Regions from separate parts of the Mus musculus genome. Here region 2 is linked to region 1. The links are chromatin contacts, called in public Micro-C maps. All regions are on one chromosome and are shown on one strand. Each heading gives the region's core, a stretch centred on a gene start, on an enhancer-like site or on the middle of the called end of the contact. The rest is flanking DNA. Distances are from core to core; before and after follow the strand shown. Region 1 has its middle 55 kb from the start of Gm31154. Region 2 has its middle 15 kb from the start of Gm40050.

Evidence for each region. Hi-C and Micro-C count contacts between places; a contact is called where the count stands out from the background.
Region 2: a contact with region 1 is called in a Micro-C map of muscle stem cells, with 7 times the contacts expected there. The contact joins two enhancer-like sites. A contact is called at or near these places in 1 of 15 datasets of contacts at CTCF or cohesin (the NIH/3T3 cell line) and 6 of 484 Hi-C or Micro-C datasets (adipose-derived mesenchymal stem cells, embryonic fibroblasts, muscle stem cells and 3 more).

What each region holds. Positions count from the first base shown.
Region 1 is chr3:54,478,463-54,482,272 of GRCm38.p6, reverse strand. It overlaps the pseudogene Gm5641. Among named protein-coding and RNA genes, the nearest start is that of Gm31154, 55 kb to the left of the region's middle. Within about 2 kb of position 1,827, at least 59 of the 459 cell types and tissues checked have an H3K27ac peak or open chromatin away from gene starts, as enhancers often do. A contact at or near this core is called in the NIH/3T3 cell line, adipose-derived mesenchymal stem cells, embryonic fibroblasts and 1 more, where this site is marked.
Region 2 is chr3:54,584,666-54,589,069 of GRCm38.p6, reverse strand. No RefSeq gene overlaps it. Among named protein-coding and RNA genes, the nearest start is that of Gm40050, 15 kb to the left of the region's middle. Within about 2 kb of position 1,594, at least 87 of the 459 cell types and tissues checked have an H3K27ac peak or open chromatin away from gene starts, as enhancers often do. A contact at or near this core is called in the NIH/3T3 cell line, adipose-derived mesenchymal stem cells, embryonic fibroblasts and 1 more, where this site is marked.

The DNA.
Region 1 (3,810 bases), core at 578-3,077:
ACCTCCATAACCTCCTCTACTGCTGTAACCAGGACCACCACCATAGTTGCCACCATCACCTCCAAATCCATTATATCCACCATCACCACCTCCATAACTACCTCTGCTGCCACCACCTCCACCACCATAGCCACCTCTTCCACCAAAGTTTCCTCCACGACCAAAGTTTCCTCCACCACCTCCAAAGTTTCCTCCACGACCCATAAAGTTGCCAGATCCACCTCCACGACCTCTCTGTGATCCAGCAGACTGCATCTCTTGTTTAGAAAGGGCCTTTTTCACTTCACAATTATGCCCATTAATAGTGTGGTATTTCTGAACAACAATTTTATCAACTGTGTCATGATCATCAAAAGTTACAAAAGCAAATCCTCTCTTTTTCCCACTCTGCCTGTCTTCCATAACCTCTATGGTTTCAATCTTGCCATACTTTTCAAAGTAGTCTCTCAGGTTATATTCTTCCGTATCCTCTTTAATACCACCAACAAAAATTTTCTTCACCGTTAAATGGGCACCAGGCTTTACAGAATCCTCTCTAGAAACAGCTCTCTTCGGTTCCACCACACGCCCATCAACCTTGTGTGGCCGAGCACACATTGCAGCATCCACCTCTTCAACACAAGAGTAGGTCACAAAACCAAAGCCTCTGGAACGTTTTGTTTGGGGATCTCTCATTACCACACAGTCTGTAAGTGTGCCCCATTTCTCAAAATGTTCTCTTAAGCTATCATCTGTGGTTTCAAAGCTCAGACCACCAATAAATAGCTTCCTCAGCTGCTCTGGTTCCTTTGGATCATGGCCCTCCATTTTGAGACCGGACTCGCCTCTTCCAACTCGAGTTCAATATGGGACCGAGAGCTGAACATTTCTTAAGGTGCTTCTCAGCCCTTCCAGTTTCCACAGTTGATAATTCTGTTTAGATCTGTTCCCCATTTTTAATAGGGTTATTTGGTTCTCTTGAGACTAACTTCTTGAGGTCTTTGTATATATTGGATATTAGCCCTCTATCAGATTTAGGATTGGTAAAGATCCTTTCCTAGTCTATTGGTTGCTGGAGGATTCCCCTGAGCAGCAGTAGTGGTTTTACCTGCGCTTACAGGCTTGTCTGCATTTGTGGAATGCCAGCTCTCTCCCAGTGCTATTTGGGTATGGAGCTCTGTGGCAGAGGATCAGCTCCGGGTCAGTGTCCCAGGCCACTCCTTGGTTCCTCTAAACACTCTGCTTCAATATGAGTTATAGGTAGAGGTGGTATTAACACATCTCCAAAATTGCACTCCTCAAATGATGCTGAAAATCTCCATAACCTGTTGTATAAGCCTTTGATGTATATTATGCTCTTTATCCCTCTTAGTCAGGAGGGAAAGGAGACACACAACTTTAGCCTTATGGTACATTTTTGCTAGGAACTAAGAGTTCACTGCCAGGTGGGTGTATCCAAAAGTAGTATTCATAAAACACACTTTGTAGTTGTTGTAGTAATGGAGTACTTCAGTGCATGAAGACAGTGTGCTGGGAGCGGAGGACAATGTAATTTAGTGAGCTCACATGGGAGGTACGGGAACACTGGAAGTCAGGCCTGGAGCTGGGCTGGGGGCATTGGAGGGCTCTGAATGTCCTGGTGAGATCAATGTTTAACGTGAAGCCATGGAAGATTTTTATGGCTGTACAAGCTGTGACTTAGAACAGTTGGGGAAAATGATTAAAAGGAGACAAGAAGCAGGGAGATGACTAAGAGACTATTTTAACATTTTGTCTCAGACCAGAGTAGGGCATTTGGTCATCGGGAGACTCCGCGGTGAGTCTGTGTCTAGGAATGCAGCAGTGCATTATTAAGCAGTGCGTTCAGGAGGAAGCTGCCCATGTGCTACTCTTGGACAGTCTTCAGATGTGTGTAAGAGATGTCCAGGCAGATGACAGTCAGAATTTGCTGCTCAAATTCCTGGGGAAAGGCTATTGTCGTTATTCCACCTCTTGTGGCTCATCTGTTTGTTTGTTTTTCTTGGCTGCTTCAAGCTCATCTCTGAGTTGGGCATATTTTTCCTTGGGTATCTAACATCCATGTTTCACATGTAAGGTTTTTAAAAAAAAAACAAACCCTTATTCTATGTATGTGTTGAGGCCAATAGCTTAGGTTATCACTGAAAATAATAGTCCCAAGGTCTTAGGAGAATATTGGGAACAGTACCACACAACCCATGGCAGCCCTTAGCTACAAGCCCGAGTCAGCTTGGAGATAAAAATGTGGCAAGTATAGGCAGCCTTAACCATCACTTTTGCACAATGGAAGACCTAGTGTTGACCAGCCTGGGTAACTTTAGTGTGTGGCAAGGTCTCAGATTTACCCTTAGTGGTTAGATGCCGTTGCAGTGATCAGCATAGATGGTTGGTAGCCTGGAGGAGAGAGCCTGATGCTTGGGGTGTGGACCCTGAGCTGGTTACTTTTATATGAATGAATAGGCATACAGCATTAGATGGTTTTCAAACCATCATTATTGTGGTTTGAAAAGCATTTTTAAGTAGATCCTCTCATCTTCTCAAATCCTCTGCATCCTGCCCCCTTGTAATCTCCCTTCAAACTTTGCTTTCATGTCCTGTGTGTCCTATTTTCTCTCCCCTGCCTTTCTCAGAATATCCTTTACCCCCCCTCCCCTTTTCCTGCATTTGCACCCGTTCCAAGCTGGGGCCCACATAGGAGAAAGTGCGTGTGGTATTTACCTTTCTGGGCCTGAACTGCCTCTGTAAGTATAATAATTTCCAGATCCCCTCTTTTTTGCATATTTTATAGTCTGAATTTTCTTTGGAGCTGAATACAATTCCATTGTGTATATATTACCACATTTCACTATCTCGTCATCTGTTACTGGGCATCCTTGCTGGCTCCATTTCTTTGCCGTTGTGAATCGAGCAGCAGCAAACATAAATATAAAATCTTCTGTGAAGGACATGGGGTCCTCTGGGAACCCAAGGAGTGGTCTAGCTGCAGAATAAGGTAGTCTTTTTTTTTTTTTAATTTCTTGAGACTACTCTAAAGTGATTTTCACAATGGCTACACTAGTTTGCAATCACACCAGCAGTGAGTAAGGGTCTCCTTTTCCCCTCAGCCCTCTGGCATTTCTTATCTGAGTTCTTGATGACTGCTATTCTGAACAGGCTAAGGTGGTGTCTCAGGGAAGTTACAATTTCCATTTTGCCAGTGGCTGTAGATGCTGAATACTTTAAAAATGCTCATTGGTCATTTGTTTCTCTTAAGAAGTGTCTATTTATACATCAACTCACTTTTGAGCGAGAGCAACAGCGAGAGGTGCGGTGGTGAAGAGAGAAAAGAGAGAAGAGAGAGGAGGGGAGAGGGGAGAGGAGAGAGAATGTATGCATGTATGCATGTAATATTTTAGTTCTTTACAGTTCTGGAGAGTAGGCCCCTCTGAAGTATAGCTGGCAACGATTTTCTCCCATTCTGTCAACTGTATGCTCTGCTGATAGATTCTTTTGCTATGCAGAAACTTCTAAATTTCATGCACTACCATTTGTCCATTTGTCATTTCTAGTTCCTGTGTGACCAGAGCCCCATTTGGGAACTTCCTGCTTGTGCATATAGCTTGAAGACTGTTCTTTGTGTTTCCCTTAGACATTTTACTAGTTGGGTTTGGAATTAAGGCCTCAGTTATCTATTTTAACACTATCCATGTTCAACAAATCCCATCGGTTCCTTATTTTCAGTTGTTTTTTTTTAAAGGTGGCTTCGATTATGTAGTCTTTATGTTCTGCTAGCTTTAGTATTCTGTGATGCTAACATAAAGAAAGGCATATGGT
Region 2 (4,404 bases), core at 345-2,844, 110 kb before region 1:
CTCAGACACACACACACGCACACACACACACTCACACAATCACACACACACACACACACACACACACACAGAGGAAAATAAGATTTAAGTTGAAGAAAAGAAAGGTTTACTTCTCACTGATCTTTTTGGATTTGGTTTTGTTGTGTATCGAAACAAAGTCACACTCCCCATGTATCCCAGAAAGGCCTTCAACTCACAGCCCTCCTGCCTCAGACTCCCTCAGCTGCAGCCATAGGTGGGGGCTGCTGTGCCTAGCTTGTTACGGTTCTGAAGGCTCCAGAGTCCAAGAGCAAGTCATCACCAAACTAGACTGTGGTGGGGGCTCACTCTGCTTTATAATAGTGCTTTGTCGATGCACCCTTACATGGTGGAATGGAGAAGCAATCTCTTCAATCAATAAGGGTACCAGTTCCACCCAGGAGAGCAAAGTTCTGGGGGCACTTAAACCACAGGCTTGCAAATACCACACAGCACCATTTATCATTGCTGTTCCTATCTCACACCGGTTCCCTCAGGCATCTGAACATACCTGATGCTCTAGGAAGGAAACCGGCATTGTCATCATGTCATGGCTGTTCATACCACCTGACACACCGCCAAAGACTTCATGCTTCAGTGGTCTGAGGTAGAAAACACACAGAGAAGCAGCCTGGGATTTGAACGTAGCAGCCCTGAGAGCAGCTGACTGCCAGCTGTGTCACATCGGGGAAGCATTTAAACTCATTTGCATGGTGGACTTATTAGTTACAAGTCTGTCACAGGGCTGTCATTTCAAAAAAGATGAAAAACATATTTATACTACAGCAACTCTAGCTTTTTTTTGTTGTTGTTGTTGTTATTTATCATTATTCCTAAGACAAGAGTCTGGTTCTTAAGGATTTTTCTACTACTAACAGAAAACAGACCCAAAGATAGAAGGGGGTGGGGGGCGGTTATTGGTTCCCCTGACTCAAAATTGAGGAGTGTCTGCTGCAGGAACGGTTTGATCAGGAGGACGAATTGTCCTCAGGTCCTGCTGTCTGTCTTTTCAGACATGTCTTTGCCTACATGTGGCTTCGTCTTACCTTCACATGACATCAGTAGCATGGTCAGACGCTGTAGACAACAGGCACCTCTACTAACAGGAACTCATTTCTTTCTGGACATTTCTGTGCAAACCACAGGATTCACCCTAATTGGACCTAGTTAGATGGCATGCTCATTTCTAAAACGAACTGGTTAGGATGACTGACTCAAATCTGAGTCACAGAAGCCTTCTCCAGAGCCTGGTGGCATAGGAGCGTGGGACTTATAACCAAGAGGAGGGCAGCAGGCACTGGGATAGAGAAGGCATTATACTGAGAGGTTTGATGCTTCTGAGATGACGCCATTTTCTTCCGAGAATGCTGGACTCGGGAGAGAAAGCGTTCATAGAAGGGACTGCCTATTTGCTTTAAAGTCATCTTCCCCTTCCCCTTGTTTGTCTGAATCCCGTAATTATAATATGCGCTACATCTTTCCTTTCCTTCTGGCAGATGGTTGTTCCCCATCTGTTTTGAATCGAGTGATGTATAGGAAAGCCACATTTTCCTAGGGAGGAGCCTGGCGAGCCGAGCCGCTCACTGGGTCTGCTTAGCACATTCTTCGTCTTAGCTTTAGGGCAAGATTTATACAGGGCACCGGCCAGCGTTTGCCCTGAAACGCTGCAGATGATTTAAGGTTTCACTGCACTTAAGCACTTTCCACAGCTAAAACCAAATGTTACATTCGCAAAGCTCTTCTGAGGCAGATAGTTAGCGTTTTTTTTTTTTTTTTTTTTTTTTTTTTTTTTTTTAAACAGGCGTAGCATGAGCGAGTTTGTATTTTTCTTAATCTAATTTCATGTACATTTGCTTATTTTAATAGTAATGCTGGATGTAGCAAATTGAAACTGAAATAATATTTATTTTCTAAATCCTATTTAAAAAAAAACCAATCACAGGTAACTACTTGTACTTTTTAAGTATCCGTTTCACAGAGGTGGTGGTGGTGGGGAACCAATTCACTTTTTAAAGAACGTCCTCTCACATAGTGCAAAACATCAAGTCACTTCAAATCTAGAGCTCTTCTTTTGAAGGAGGCAGATCATTCGAGACAGCTGTAGTCAGAATGCAGAGGACAGCTGACCCTGGGGTGCCCAGCTCCAACACAGCCTCTACAAGTAAGGCTCAGGGAGCATGGGAGAAGAGAGGGTCTACAGATAGTAAGAGTCCAATGATCAAGATACCTGATGTGAGATTGTTTTTTATATGAGACAATGAACTGCACCCACGGAACTGCACCAATACGATCTCCTAACGGAGACCTGTGCAAAGACAACTTGTTGACTTGCCGAGGTGGGTAGGGGAATCTCATATGGCCCCATCTCTAGACTGAGAGCTGCAGGCAGGGAACGGTGGATGTAATGGGAAGAATCAGTCTTCTTCAGGGACAAGGCCCCTGAGAGATTTCCCAGTTCCACACGGTCAGCCCTGAGCACGTGTGCATGTGCACATACGAGCAACAGCAAACAGACCCAGCCGGTTAAATGTATACGTCTGTCTGTGTGTAAGTAAAAATAATTAAAGAGCAAGAGGTCGTGATTTTAAGAGGGAACAGAGAGACATGGGAGAAGTTGTAGGTGGGAAAGGGAGCCATTAGAAAGGATAGAAATACTCATATATAATATTCTCAAAAAAGTGTTGGGCTGGTGAGATGGCTCAGCAGGTAAGAGCACTGACTGTTCTAAAGATCCAGAGTTCAAATCCCAGCAACCACATGTTGGCTCACAACCGTTCATAATGAGATCTGACGCCCTCTTCTGGTATGGCTGAAGTCAGCTACAGTGTACTTATGTATAATAATAAATAAATCTTTAAAAAAAAGTTTGGCATTTTAGATTAAAATATGATTGTTAAGAAGAGTGACGTTTAGAAAGAAGCCGGGCAGTCTGCAAAACTATAGTTATGATCAACTTGAAAGCAATGGGGTGACACACCCACCTAGGATAGCACGTCTCTACTGGGGCTCGCAGAAAGCAACACAAGGCTTTCAGATCTTGTAGTCTCCCCTCCCCCAGCCTGAAACCTGCTTGCTCAGGGGTGGAGCTTCCCGCTCAAACTTTTTGCCACGCCCACTGCTGGAACCTGTCGCTTTGCTGTTCCGAAGCCATCACGTGATCACCCTGCTACTGGACTCCAAGATTATTTGGTGGGAATTGGGCCCCTCCCCCTTCCTTTATAACTGAGTGCCGAAATAGTAAAAATTGAACCTTGAGCAGAGAGCTTTGTCTTGGTTCCTTCCTTATCTCGCGCAGCCCAGCCCCTCTTCTCTTCCAGGTTTCCAAAATGCCTTTCCAGGCTAGAACCCATGTTGTGATCTACTGGCCAGACACAACAAGATCTGATTTTGTTTTGTTTTATGCTTGCTTGCTGCTTTTTCGTTTGACTGTGTTGTCCCAGGAATAAGTGCTGTTCTGGTATCATTAAAGATCTGCGAGTGAATGCAGAAATCAACACCCCAGCTGACTGATAGAAGCTATTTTTCCTTTTTCATAGGTCTTTCCCTTTTTCTGTTACTGCTTGGTCGCCATCAATAAGTTTTCCCATCAGGACCAGAAGTTAATAAAAAGGTGGGTTTGGTTTGCCTTCAGTAACTGATGCCTGCCGAGATTGGGGCAAGGAAGAGAGTCACTGCCCAGGTATCTGGCCTATTAGACACTCAGTGACATCAGCAGGGAGCAGCGGTCCCCTTCTACAATCTGTCACATGTGCTGACAAAATGAAGAAGAAACTGGGAAGTTCTGTTGAATCTCCCACATACAACCGTGATGCGCAAGGTCTCGGTGCTGTGTGGTGCCTTTGTCTACTAGATAACAACTGCTTTGCTTTAAGCCCGGCTTCAACTTTTAAGATTTTCCCTGAAAATTTTTCTCACCTCATATGGATTTCAACTCTCAAGCCCGTGTTTAGGATTAAAGGTGTTACATGTTCAGTGTTTAGAAGGATGCTGGCAGATACCCGGTACTTTGTGAGTCTTTATCATAATTACAGAACAGAGTGAACCCCAGCAAGGAAGAATCGAGACTTAGGATTTTTATCATAGCTCTTTGTCCAGCCAAGCCTGTGACTCTACCTGGGCCACAATTCTTCCCATTTTATATTTAGTGCAGTGACAGCTCCAACATCACAAGAGTGTTTTTGCATTTAAATGAGATAATATAGGCAAGGCACTGAGAGCAGCACCCACACAGAATTGCTGCAGAAATGCATCATGGTTCTTATAGTCAGCATCTGGGTCCCATTCCAATCCTCCAGAGCATGTAGATGTCATTAACTTACTCTGTTTTCATTGCTTCTAAAAGAGACGCCCTTGTGGACAACTGGGTTTTACCTTCAAACTAGCTAT